Linked DNA regions of Gossypium hirsutum: region 1 is linked to region 2. Evidence: chromatin contacts called from public Hi-C data. All regions are on one chromosome and are shown on one strand. The core of a region is the stretch at or near the end of the contact, and the rest is flanking DNA. Distances in the headings are between cores, read along the strand shown. Region 1 holds the start of LOC107945171 (ATP-dependent Clp protease proteolytic subunit 6, chloroplastic). Region 2 overlaps LOC107940800 (L-type lectin-domain containing receptor kinase IX.2).

Region 1 (6,435 bases), core at 2,987-5,486, 76 kb after region 2:
GCGATGACATTGATGAAGAAGAGAATAAGGAAAAAGATGAAGCTATGGGTTTTGAGCATTGAGGAAGCCATGATATTAGCACATAGATGATAGTTCAAGAGTTGAAATTCAAAAGGGGTCGGTATTTTTTTTTTAAAATGCACACTTAACATGATGCAATTTATAATACCCAAAGTATCCCACCAAGGCATTGACATTTGAGTTTTCACCTTTTATTTCTCAACATAGTTATTGATGTGTAGATTATTAATTATTTTATTTTGGCATCATTCTTGAGAAGAAAATAATTTAAAACTAAACTTGTCGTTGAATCATAAAATAGGTGGTTTAAGTGATTGAATTGATGGTATATAATAATTAATAATTAAAAATATTTTTGTTAATTGAGTCTTAATTCGATTAGTATTGATATTGTTGTCAATATAAGAATATGTGAGTTCGAGCATACAAAAGCGTGTTTTTCTTCTTATTTAAGGGTTAAAATAGATTATGAAGAGTTTATAAAATAATAATTAAAATCCTTTTGAATCAGTAAAAAAATAAAATAAAAAATTGTTAAATTTGGGTTTTTTATTATTTTATTTTTAATAAAAATATTTTTTTATTCCAAATCTTTTATGATTTTTTAAATTATTATTAATGTTTCGTTTTGAACTTTTTTCCTTTTTTTTAGTGCCTACAGCCTACCAACCTGCCTCTCTAATACTGCCAGACATTGCCTCCCTAAATTATATAAATTTCTTTGGATTATTTATACAATCATTTCTCAAATAAGGTAAATTAATGTTTAAGCCCTCGAAAACATATTTCTATTTTAGTGTGGAATTATATATTTTGTAATTCTTTAGGTGTTTTTTTTAAAGAAATAATTTTTTTATCTTAATCTTAATTTAATTTTTAATCAATCAAGTGGTTAATTGTTAAGTTAATATAAATAATTTAATTCTTTTAATTAGATTATAATCTTTTGATGTTGTAGTTTTAACAATTCTGAATCTGCAACATGATATTTCTCAAGTTCAATTATTATTTAATAAATTTCATTATGTTTTTAATGGTAAATGTGAAACACTGTATAAAAATCCATAACTTTACAGTAACCTTCTAAATAGAGACCAAGCCCTATCATTAAATTATAAATTAGTAATAATAAAGTCGTACATTAATTTTTTAAATGATAAAAGTTTGATTTAATTCTTTAAAAATTATAATATATATATTATTAAAATAGTAAAATTATATTTTTACTAACATAAAAATATATAATTTAATTTCGTCCTAAACAAATTTTCTAACTTCATCTCTAATTTTAAGATATAGAAATACTATTATTTCAACCAACTAAAATAATAATGAAAAAGGATTGTATGAAATTGCGATTTCACGTCATCCCTATTCCTTTTCAATAAGAAAATTACAAATCAGATTTTGAATTCTGACTTTTAGCATTTTTAGTTGGATTTGAATTTTTTCAAGAGAAAAAAATATGATTTGTCACTCTTCTATTTGAAAGAGATAAGGATATTGTAAAATTACAGTTTCATACTGTCCATTCTTTACAATTATAATAATTGATGAAAATTTTGCATCATTAATCATAATTATAATTAGGAATAATGGCAAGTTTTACCCCTCCACTTTAATAAATTTTACTATACATATACTCTCAATTTGTCTCTTATATTTTTGTTGGGTCCAACCTTTGGGTACATTACCCTAATACCGTTAAAAGTAATGACTTGACATGGTGGTGCCATGTGGCACTTATTGACTCATTGACTATGACTTTATGGGCATCTCAGCAACAAGCCCAACAATATTTTTCTTACCCAAATTATTGATTTTTTTTTCACGTTTTTCTTGCTTTCTTTTTCTTTGGTTTTCTTCTGTTTCCTTAAACCACTATTTATGACATAAACATGGTTTATTTGCATATAAGCCCTTGGTACAATTACCACTCAAGAATTTGCTCAAATTCAAATTAACTCCAATTAGTTTTTAATCACTACATAATTTAGTTCTAGCACTATTTATATAATAACTTAATCAATTTAATTACTACATTAATTACATTTAATCAATTACTAAATATTTTTATTTCTAATTTAATTACTAAAATTTCTATTTTTCTAATTTCACAATTTGTAACTACTCGATAAAAAAATTTTTGGATGATTCGATTTAATAAATTTGACTTCGAAACTAAGTTTTTTTCAACATTGATAAAAATCGAGTTGTTACAATTATTGCTTATAATTATAACCACATTAATATACTAAAAAATAAATTATTAGAATAAATATAATAATTATAATTTTAAAGTATCACATCTACTGTTTCACAGTAAATAAAAAAATTGTTTTTTAAATAAATTTAAATTTTTTTAGAACAAAAAAACTAAATTGATTAAAATAATAAAAAATAATGAACAAATTTATTTAAAATATAGAATTATACTCGTAATTTAAGATATTCTAAAAAATGAATTGTAATGAGATTATACCTTATATCAGAGCATTTTAACACTATTAGGGAATGTAAAATTACGTGATGACTGAAATGTTAAAAAATTCAAATAATGTAATGTAATTGTAAAAATGTACATAATATTACTAGCCATAATATAATTTTTGGCCATCCAAATGTACCTAAAGAAAAATTTTATATTTACAATTTTATACTTTGAAAAAAATGTGAGATCTTTTTTCCTCTCAACACTGGTTCTTTAAATAAATTCGTAATTTAACCTATCTCATGGATAAATGACATTAAAAAATTAATCTTAGGTTAAATTCTTGGAAGAAACATTGTTGGGAGTTTCGAACATCAAATATGAATCGTAAAACAAATATGAAAATACAAAAAAAAATAGCTTCTTTCTAGTTAAAAAAACTTATTTAATACATTATTATTCATTGTTAGTAGAGTTTTTTAAACTCCATGAACAAAATTAAATGATTGACAATTTTCTATTTTAATTCATTATTAATTTTTTAATATTTACCGTTACTACACTAGCAATGGACCAAATAATTTTGAATTAATGTAAACTTTGACCCTTGAATTTGGCAACTTGATCCACTTTGGTACTTATAGTTTTTTGGGTCCATTTTAGTACTTGAATTTGATAATTAGGTCTGTTTTGGTCCCTGAACTTGAAAATTATAAAAATTTGATGATGTGGCTCAGTTTTAAAGTGCCACATCACCAAATATTAACATAATTCAAGTTTAGGGATCAAATTAAGTTCAGATATAAAAGTGAAAAAAAATTATAAGTATCAAATTGGACCTAGTTGCTAGGTCTAAGGACAAAAGATTATATTAATCCAATATTTTTTATACATTAGGTATTAAAATAGTTGTAATAATATCAATGCTAAAATAGTTCAGTATTTGCTAGAAAAAATGTTGAATAAGTTAAGCTATTACTTTATGAAATATCACGTTTGTCTTTTCTAAAGCTTATAAATAGAAGTATTATGCATTTCAACGCACTAAAAATTACGTACTCTTGTATTGATAATAATATCGATACTAATCGAAGTAAAAATTAATAGACAAAGTCTTGCAATATTTGTTTTTTAAATTAAAAGTAGAACAAAATCAAAATAAATCTGAAAAACTATATAGTTTCAATATCTCATTGAAACAATTTTATAATAGAATTTGCAAGATTGTTTTCCATGACCAAATAAGTGATTGTGGATAACTAATATAACACTTAAAAATACATATATAAAGTCGATTGAGTCTTAGCTCAATTGGTATGGGTATTATTGTTAATGTAGAAGAATGTGAGTTCGAGTGCGCTGAAACATATTATCCTCCTATTTATAGGTTGGAGATGTGCTATGTGTAGTTCTAAATATTATATAAAAAAGAGCAAGCATGATCAAAACGTATAAAGAGATTGTTCAACAAAAAATTCATATATAAAAAAAAAGTGAAAATATACTATTCAACTTAAAATTCATAGTCCGATCATTGTCACATGAAGGCAACCTAACAGATATGTTAAATTGACAAATTTTGATGGAAAATACTTACAATTTTAACCATTTGACCAAGATTTTTAAAATAAATAAAAAAAGAGTAAAAGAACTTAATTTTTAACTTTTTTAATATAGAGGTTAAATCTAAAATTTTATCAAAGTACAGGGGCTAACAGCATATTTTAACCAAAAGATAACAAGCCCAACCCAATAATAAAAGGAAGGACTGCATAGATCTAGACGTAACCCAAAAACAAAGGTCACCTGCAATTCTCGTTTGCCTTGGCTATATCCCCTCCTAAAAACTCCTCTCTCAATCTTCTCTAAAGCTCTCAAATTTTCTACTTTGGGTTCATACAATTTTTTATATAATGGTAGCTTCAGCTGTTTCATCTTCTTTGAGTCTATCACTCTATTCTCGAACCAGACCCACTTCCATTTCGTCCCCTTCTTCGAGGTACATACATGTTTTTATGTTGTTTGCTCTCATTGTTCTTTCTTTTTTCCTTTTGAAATCTTTTAATTTTTCAGAAGCTCGACTAGGTTGATAATCTCCGCATTGCCAACCCCATATGGCGACTCCTCTACAATGGGTAACTTTCGGATTCTTGAAATTTCAATTAGTTGGCCTTTTTTAGCTACTTTTTAATTTGAGTTTCACGCCATTGATTCGATTAAAACCTTGCCAATGGTTTTGACGAGCTATAAATGTAATTTTGTGTTAATTATATTCATTTTTTTAATTACATGTGATGTATGGTTATGAACATATAAATTGAATGAATTGTGGATTCAGGGTTATCTAGTAAAGTTTCTGGGCTACCTTTGAAGATCGACAAGAAGGGTTTCGGTGACTCTGATTTAAGGTTTGTTTACTCTTATCTTATTGCTTCAGTTTCATATCACTGCTTTATGTCTTATGTCATGAATGCATATACATATGATGTGTATGAAGTTTGTCTCCTGTTAACCACTCACGACCCTTAGTTTTTGACTCGTACTCATTGGTTTTAAAAGGATAAATTCGTTGACAGTTTAGTTATGAAGTTCGAATGTGTTCGTATATACCTTGTTGCTAGGATGGAAACGTTGAATGTTGTAGGAAAATCCTTTGATCGAATACTTAGGTTTCGTTTTGCTACCTCCTAATTGATATCATACATTACTTATTGTACCAGACAGCATCATAATAGCTTTTAGTTGTTGACTTGTACTCATCGGTTTTGAAAGGATAAATTTGTTGACGGTTTAGTTATTAAGTTTGAATGTGTCATGTTTACTGCGTTGTTAGGATGGAAAGGTTGAATGTTGAAGGAAAATCCTTTGATTGAATGTTTAGGTTTTGCTACCTCGTAACTGATATCATACATTACTTATCGAACGAGACAATCATACCATAAATTCCGTTTTATTTGATATATATACATTATAATACTTTTAATGTACAGCTATAGTGCAATAGAAGCCAGAAAGGGTAACCCACCTGTAATGCCGGCAGTAATGACACCAGGAGGACCATTGGACCTTTCAACGGTGTTATTCAGGAATCGTATCATATTCATCGGGCAACCAGTCAATTCACAGGTTGCTCAAAGAGTTATAACACAGCTTGTGACCCTGGCAGCCATTGATGAGAATGCAGATATTCTGGTGCGATCATATTTTTTACTATTTCTCTCTGCATTCTTTGTTTTTCCTTTTGGGATGTAGGGTTTTAAATCGAGAATTTCGGATCCTGGTATAGTTTATAACTTTAACCAATATTTTGTCAGGTGTATTTGAACTGCCCCGGTGGAAGTACATATTCTGTCTTGGCAATTTACGATTGCATGTCTTGGGTAAGATTTTAAACATTTTGGGGTCCATTGTTTTGTATTTTTTCTGCCCTTATTACTGCATGTTATGGCATCATAGTACGTATTTTGATGAATACTATGCTGCGTGCTTTATTCGAGCTTCTTATTTTGCAAGCATCAATTTGTCATTATTTCAGATAAAGCCAAAGGTTGGCACAGTTTGTTTCGGAGTAGCTGCAAGCCAGGGAGCACTTCTTCTTGCTGGTGGAGAGAAGGGAATGCGTTATGCGATGCCAAATGCACGTATTATGATACACCAACCGCAAAGTGGATGTGGGGTATGATTTAACTTCTTGGTTTGCAATGTTAGTGGCTGGATATAGAAAAGAAGAGTTTTTAAAGGGTGATGAGAAATTTTAATAGCTAGTACACATCTTGGTTATCTTGTTTGAGAGGCACGGTTACTATTGTGACTGAAGTTTTTAATGTTTGTGGACAAAATCTACTTTAAGCATTTAATTTTGTTTAGGTTCTATGATTTTGATTCAATCACATGTTAGCATTTGAAAACTGATGGGATGCGGAGAAATCCCATCTGGATCTTCTGGCACCAGTTGGATACGGATTGAAATATCGAATTGTGCT
Region 2 (6,669 bases), core at 3,788-6,287:
ATCGCGAAGACTCAGACTTACTGCATGTAGTCGTCCAGGCTGACAAAGTCCTAACGTTCTCTTGGGGTTAATGACGAAAGTAGTGATGTAAGGACCGTGGCCGGCTACATGGAAAGTGAAACATTCCTAAGCTTTTTCTTCACTAACTAATAATTTAAAAGTCCATAATGGGGTGCTTGGGAAGCCAGAAACTTTTTTTAATGAGTCAAAATTAAATTTTAATTTTTATGATAATAAAATTATAATTTTATTATTTTTAAAAAAATTTAAAATATAATTTTAATTCTCTATATATAGAAAATTTTGTATTTTTGAGGAGTGACCAGCCCCAGCTACAACCTGTCGGGTGAAATTTGAGTCTAATATATTTCAATTTAATTAGTTAAGAATTTGGTAAAACTTGTGAGTATTTTAAGAAATATATTATATATATATATGGAGCTTCAGGGTTATTTGATATGCCTCCCGCAAAGTATAACTTAATAGAATAGTTATATTTTATTTTTACATCTCATTAAAAAGATAACTAAAGATTAAAACTAAAACATTGAAATAAAATATAAAAAAATTGTACTCATCTATATGAATCGGTATAAGTCGATATTGGTCAATGTGTACAAGTTGGTAGTCGATATTGGTCATCGGTATCTCTGATGCTAGTTGTTAACTCCAAAATTGATATTTGCAAGTAGAAAATAAGGCAGAAAATTAATGAATACTCAATATGTTTATGAAATTTGATTTTCCTATATTTGCAGTATCTTATCCAGAGAGATAATCTATTATCTTAGCAACACGTACAACAAGTTATTACAATCTCTAACACTCACCAGATCAGACTCCTCACTTTTGTACCTAAGATATAGACAATTATTCTCTAAGTTTTCCTCATGAAAACTTAGGACACTAACCAAGCCACACACTTGATCATTCACTCAATGCATTCAAAAGAGACGTTCCTCAATGAACAATAAGAAGTGTTCTCAGTTCAGTACAAAATATATAAGAGGCTCTACAATATATAAGGAATCTAGACTTGCTAGCATACTACACCAATTACAATCAATCTTCCCTTGAAACTAGCAAGATAGTATCCAAAAAGAATATCTTCAATCAACTCAAGATAAGTCTTGAATCTCCAAATATACTTCCAATTGTTTCACCCCATTTAGTCCAATCCACCAAACTTGTGAAGTTGATTGCTTTGATCCAAATCCAAAACATCAAGATATGTTGCTATGTGAAGTTTGGATATCAAAGATGGGTTGGTTGTTGTCCAAAGTATTAACTCGAATCATAACCCAAGGAATTTTGTTGCCAAAGTTTGTCAACTTAAACATTGCAAGTTTTCTGAGCAGACAATTCCACAACCAGTTATCCCTAGTTTAGGCTTTACTCAAAAACTACCACAACTAAAGTTTATGTATAGTTTTCAAATTTATCCCTAAATAAAATAATAAATTTAAACCCTAAACTCAAAAACTCTTATACTAAACCATTTTCTTTCTCTATCTACTTAATAGAGGTGTTCATGATTTGGGTTAACCTGATTTTGGTTAGGTCTCATATATATTTGACCAAGTTCAATCTGATCCAAAATATCAGCATCATTTTTACTTAAACTCGTTAATATTTATAAATGACTAACCTAAGCCCGTTTAGGCATGCTCATATTATTAATTTTTTAAAAATATAATTATTTTTTGTTTTTTATTTATATATAACTTTTACTACTATTATATAAATTTTCTTTTATTAAATTTCTAACCACAAACAACTTAATATATACTAGAAATCCTATCACACATGTATGCGTGTGGAAACCATAATTTTAAAACACAACATACAACAAATAATGAAACATATGGTTTGAAATTAATTGATAATAATACATGAAATATGTACATTATTAAAATAAAAATATATATTAAATTGTTCATCAAGGTATTGTCATCAATTTTAAGTTGGTGTCGAGTTAACTTATAACACCAACTCAATCAAATACATTATTAATACTAGAAATCCCATCACACACATGTATGTGTGGAACCCACATATTTAGAACACAGATGTTTGTGATTAAAAATAGCATACAATAAACAATGAAACGTGTTGTTTGAAACTAATTAATCATAATAGCACATGAAATACACATAATATTAAAATAAAAAAATTATGAATAAAATGAAATTTTAACATATAAATATATCAGATAAACAATACTAAATGGATCACAATTATTCATCATAGTTTTGTCATCAATTGTGAGTTTGTGTTGAGTTGACTTTTGACACAAATTCAATTAACATCAATTATTAATATATACATTTGATGGAGATAATAATAAATTGTGCATCTTAAAATAAAAATGTATAAGTTACATTAAAATAAAGCTTTAATTTAGTGACAAATTTAAAATTTTACTAATCCAATTGGCGTAGGATCAAGTCCAACAATATGTATATTTTTATTAATTTTGTTAAAATGAAAAGATTAAAATACCCTCAAATAATGTAACTTATTTTAATTACAGAAGGGTATTTTTATAATTACCCTATCTAAGTTGGTGACCCAATTGAGGATGATACCAGCTCAGTAAAACACTTAATAAATAGTATAAAAGATATTCAATCGATGGAGATAATAAAGTGTGCATAATAAAACTAATATGTAAAAATATCAAAATGAAGCTTTAGCTAAATGGTAAATTAAGGATATTACTAATGCAATTGTTATAGGTTCAAATTTACCACATATATGATTTTATATTGGTTTTTCTTAAATGCAAAAGCTAAAATATCTTCGTATAATATTACTTATTTTAATTATGGAAGGACATTCCTGTAACTTTCTAATCGAATTGATAACTAAGTTGAGAGTGACACCAACTTAATTAAGAGTTTAAATAATAATAAAGATTTTAATATTCCCATTATAGTATAACTTAATATTTTTGAAAGGGATAAATATCTATTTCACACACGCTACATATAAATAATTCTTGTGATTTGAACTCACAACATGAGCTGTGGAGTGAAACCCATAACTAATAAGCCAAACACTAGATTCCAATATTTTAATACTTCAATAAGTATACATTCAATATTAATTTTTTCGATACTTCTTCAAGCATTTATCTAACGTGGGAATGTAATTGACACAGTAGAAAAGTATGACTCGCTTGCTTGAATTCTAGAAGCAGTTGACATATCATATATGGGAGTAGACCTCGTACGTGGAAGCTCTGGCAATAGTGCCTCAAAATTAAGAACCTGAATTACTTGCCTTATCGACGGTCTTAAACTCCGGTCCGGATGGACGCACCACAGCCCAATCATCAACAACCATTCCACCTGCATAGCATTGGAGTCCATGCATAGTCTCGGGTCAGCCGCACCAAGCAATTATCGGTTTTCGTACAAGTCCCTCACCCAGACTATCAATGAAGCTTGGGATTCTTCATATATGGGTTCTATTGATCTTCGGCCGTATGCAACCTCCAATGCAACAACTCCAAAACTATAGACATCAGATTCCTTGCTAGTTTTTCTTGAAGAAATATATTAAGGAGCCATATAGCCTAAAGTCCCAGCTAAATGGGTTGTTTGTGACCCTTTCGCGTGATCGACTAGTCTAGCTAGCCCGAAATCCCGAGTTTAGCATTGAAATTAGAATCCAACATAACGTTGCTAGCTTTGATATCCCTATGTAGTAAGCAATGGTCACTAAGGTCAATAAGGTTTTTCCTTTGAAAAGATGGGAATCTAAGCCGCCATTAGCCATGAACTCATAAACGAGTACAAGTTCCCCTTTTTTATGGCACCAACCAATAAGCTTAACCAGATTCTTGTGCCTCAATCGGCTAATGATCTTCACTTCGGATGTATATTCCTTGATTCCTTGCTTAGAGGCCTTTGCAATCTGCTGAACAGCAACAAGGGTATCCAAGTCCCTTACGTACCCTCTGTAAACTGCACCAAACCCTCCTCCTCCAAGCTTTTCACCCTTGAAATTACTGGTCATTTTATCTATTTCCATAAAGGGAAACTTATTTGGTCCCATTCCATTTTGGAAGTCACCACCAAAGAGCTTGTCATCATCATCATTATCTAATTTGATGGCCTTCTGTCTTTTTCTCCATAATCTGCGGCAGCAAAAACAGCAAATGCAAAGTGAGATAACAATCAACACCACGAAAACTGAGATAGTAATCAACGCCGCCACAGAATTGGTGTCTCTTGAAGCATGAGGGGGAGGAGCAACAACGGTAGCAGCGACAGGAGGAGGAGGGAGACAAGAACCAACGGGATTTGAGCCATCAGCAACTACGGTAATTGAAGCGTTAGTTGATTTATAAGCCATCGGTGCAGATTGCACATACATACGAGGGAACAAAGCTAAGCCTATCAAACAGAAGGTTAGTGAAAACTTGGTCGACTCCATTTTGGTTTTATGACGACAGAATATACGAAAATGATTCAAAAATGAAAAAAAAAGTTTGGTTATGTTTCAATCAACTCATCACCATTCATCAGAAAACTAGTCCAACTGCAACTATTCACAAACAGCCAATGGTTTGCAATACCTTAAGAAATGTGAATCAAACGTGGGAAGGCAGCACCCTCCGTATCAGCTCGCACAAGGTGGGAAACACTTAAACGACATTTGATCAAATAACAACAATCCATCGGTAATATGCAAACTCTGTTTAGCCATGCAATCTGCCACACTATTTCGCTGGCGAGGAATGTAGGAAATCTCACAACTCCATTCACGTTGAAGGAGCTCATGGATGACCGAAACCAGACAGTACAAAGGATGCAACCTACCAATCTCATTCGCAATACTTTTAAATTTTATTTTATATTATTTTGTTAATTCTCTATTATCATTTACCATAAATTTCAATTATTATTTTCATAAATATCAAGTCATTTAAATATAAAAACAATTTATTAATATATTCTTATATCTCATAGACTACGACTTAATGACACCGCAGGCATCGGGGCTGGCGTTTTCATGGGGCTAAGAAGAATTGTAGAAATACATATGTGGGCTACGTTAAAAGCAAAAGATTCTTTTTACATGTGATTATGGTCCCTCTACTCTACGAAACTTGTATTTCTGAAAAAATAGGGGTCTTATTGTCTTGGATAATGTTTGGATAAAAAAATATTATATTTCAACATTTTTTTAATAATATTTTTTACACAATTCACATACTCCAATCACTCATATCATAAATAGGCGATCTCTATTATTCAAATTTACTGTGAACCTCATGACCTATAAGCAGAATGTTTGGAGTTCCAATATTTCAATACTTAAACAAGTATAAATTAAACAATTATAGATCGCAATTAGATATGATATGGTTTTTAACATACAATCAAATTCAACACTAATTTTTCCAATTTTTCTACAACAATTATTGATCTAACGTTGGATTGTAACAAACACAGTAGAAAAACATGGCTCACTTGCTTGAATTCTAATTATTGGCACATCATCATATGTGGGAGTTGACAACTCAATATTTCAACACTTTTTTTAATATTTTTTTTGGTACAACTCACACACCCTTGATAAGGGTAAATTGCTCACATCATAAAAAAGTGATTTCTGTTACTCGAATTCACAATATAGGTTATGGAATGAGCCTCATAATCAATAAGTCAAATGTTAGAGTTCTAATATTTCAACACTTAAACAAGTGTAACTTCAACAATTATAGATTTCAATGTCATATCAAATGGTTTTTAACATATGAATCAAAGTCAATACAAAACTTTTCAATTTCTCTACAAGTATTGATCTAACGCGGGATTGTAATAGACACCGTAGAAAAACATGGCTCACTTACTTGAATTCCAGAAGTAGTTGGCACATCATATGTGGGAGAAGGCCTCCTACTTGGAAGTTTTGGCAATGGTGCCTCAAAATTAAGTACCTGAATTACCTGCCTTATCGACGGTCTCAAATTTTGGTCCGGATGGACGCACCACAGCCCAACCATCAACAAGCATTCCATTTGTATAGCATCGAAGTCCATGCCTAGTTTCGGGTCAACTGTACCAAGTATCTGTTGATTTCCGTACAACTTACACACCCAAGCTACCAACGAAGCCTGAGATTCTTCATACATAGGCTCTATTGACATTCTACCACATGCAATCTCCAATGCAACAACTCCAAAACTATAGATATCGGATTCTTTACTAGCCTTTCCTGATGAAACACATTCAGGTGCAATATAGCCCATAGTGCCGGCTAAATGGGTCGTTTGTGACCCCTTCGCATGATCGACTAGTCGAGCCAGCCCAAAATCCCCTATTTTAGCATTGAAACTAGAATCCAACATAACGTTGCTGGCTTTGATATCCCTGTGTAGTACGCAATGGTCACCTTCTTCATGTAGATAGAAAAGAGCTGATGCCATGTTGGCACATAATTAAATTAACCTTGCACAAATAAATTATGAAAAGTTAGAAGAGTGAAGAGACTTGAATATGAAAAGTGAAAAAACTTGAATATGAATAGTGAAGAGACTTGAAGATGAAAAGTTAAGAGGCTTGAATATGAAAAGATACACACATGCATGAATAGTCACAACTCCTAGCATATAGTGATATAGATGAATAGTCACTTACAACTCCTATATAAAGA

What was found. A called contact is a pair of places that touch in the nucleus more often than the background predicts.
Region 1: a contact with region 2 is called in a Hi-C map of leaf, with 2.5 times the contacts expected there. The contact joins the promoter of LOC107945171 here to the enhancer-like site in region 2. A contact is called at or near these places in 4 of 34 Hi-C or Micro-C datasets (cotyledon and leaf).

Annotation. Positions count from the first base shown.
Region 1 is chrA04:85,343,634-85,350,068 of Gossypium_hirsutum_v2.1, forward strand. LOC107945171 (ATP-dependent Clp protease proteolytic subunit 6, chloroplastic) reads left to right here and starts at 4,237. Exons shown (of 9, transcript XM_041111613.1): 1 at 4,237-4,451; 2 at 4,538-4,587; 3 at 4,791-4,860; 4 at 5,443-5,644; 5 at 5,767-5,832; 6 at 5,988-6,128. The coding sequence starts at 4,366. It overlaps LOC107947420 (dirigent protein 2), which reads right to left and starts at 94. Exons shown (of 1, transcript XM_016882086.2): 1 at 1-94. The coding sequence starts at 71.
Region 2 is chrA04:85,267,139-85,273,807 of Gossypium_hirsutum_v2.1, forward strand. It overlaps LOC107940800 (L-type lectin-domain containing receptor kinase IX.2), which reads right to left. Exons shown (of 3, transcript XM_016874258.2): 3 at 5,818-6,432. The coding sequence ends at 5,819. It also overlaps the pseudogene LOC121228111. Among protein-coding and RNA genes, the nearest start is that of LOC107940800, 11 kb to the right of the region's middle. Within about 2 kb of position 5,038, at least 1 of the 9 cell types and tissues checked has an H3K27ac peak or open chromatin away from gene starts, as enhancers often do. A contact at or near this core is called in leaf, where this site is marked.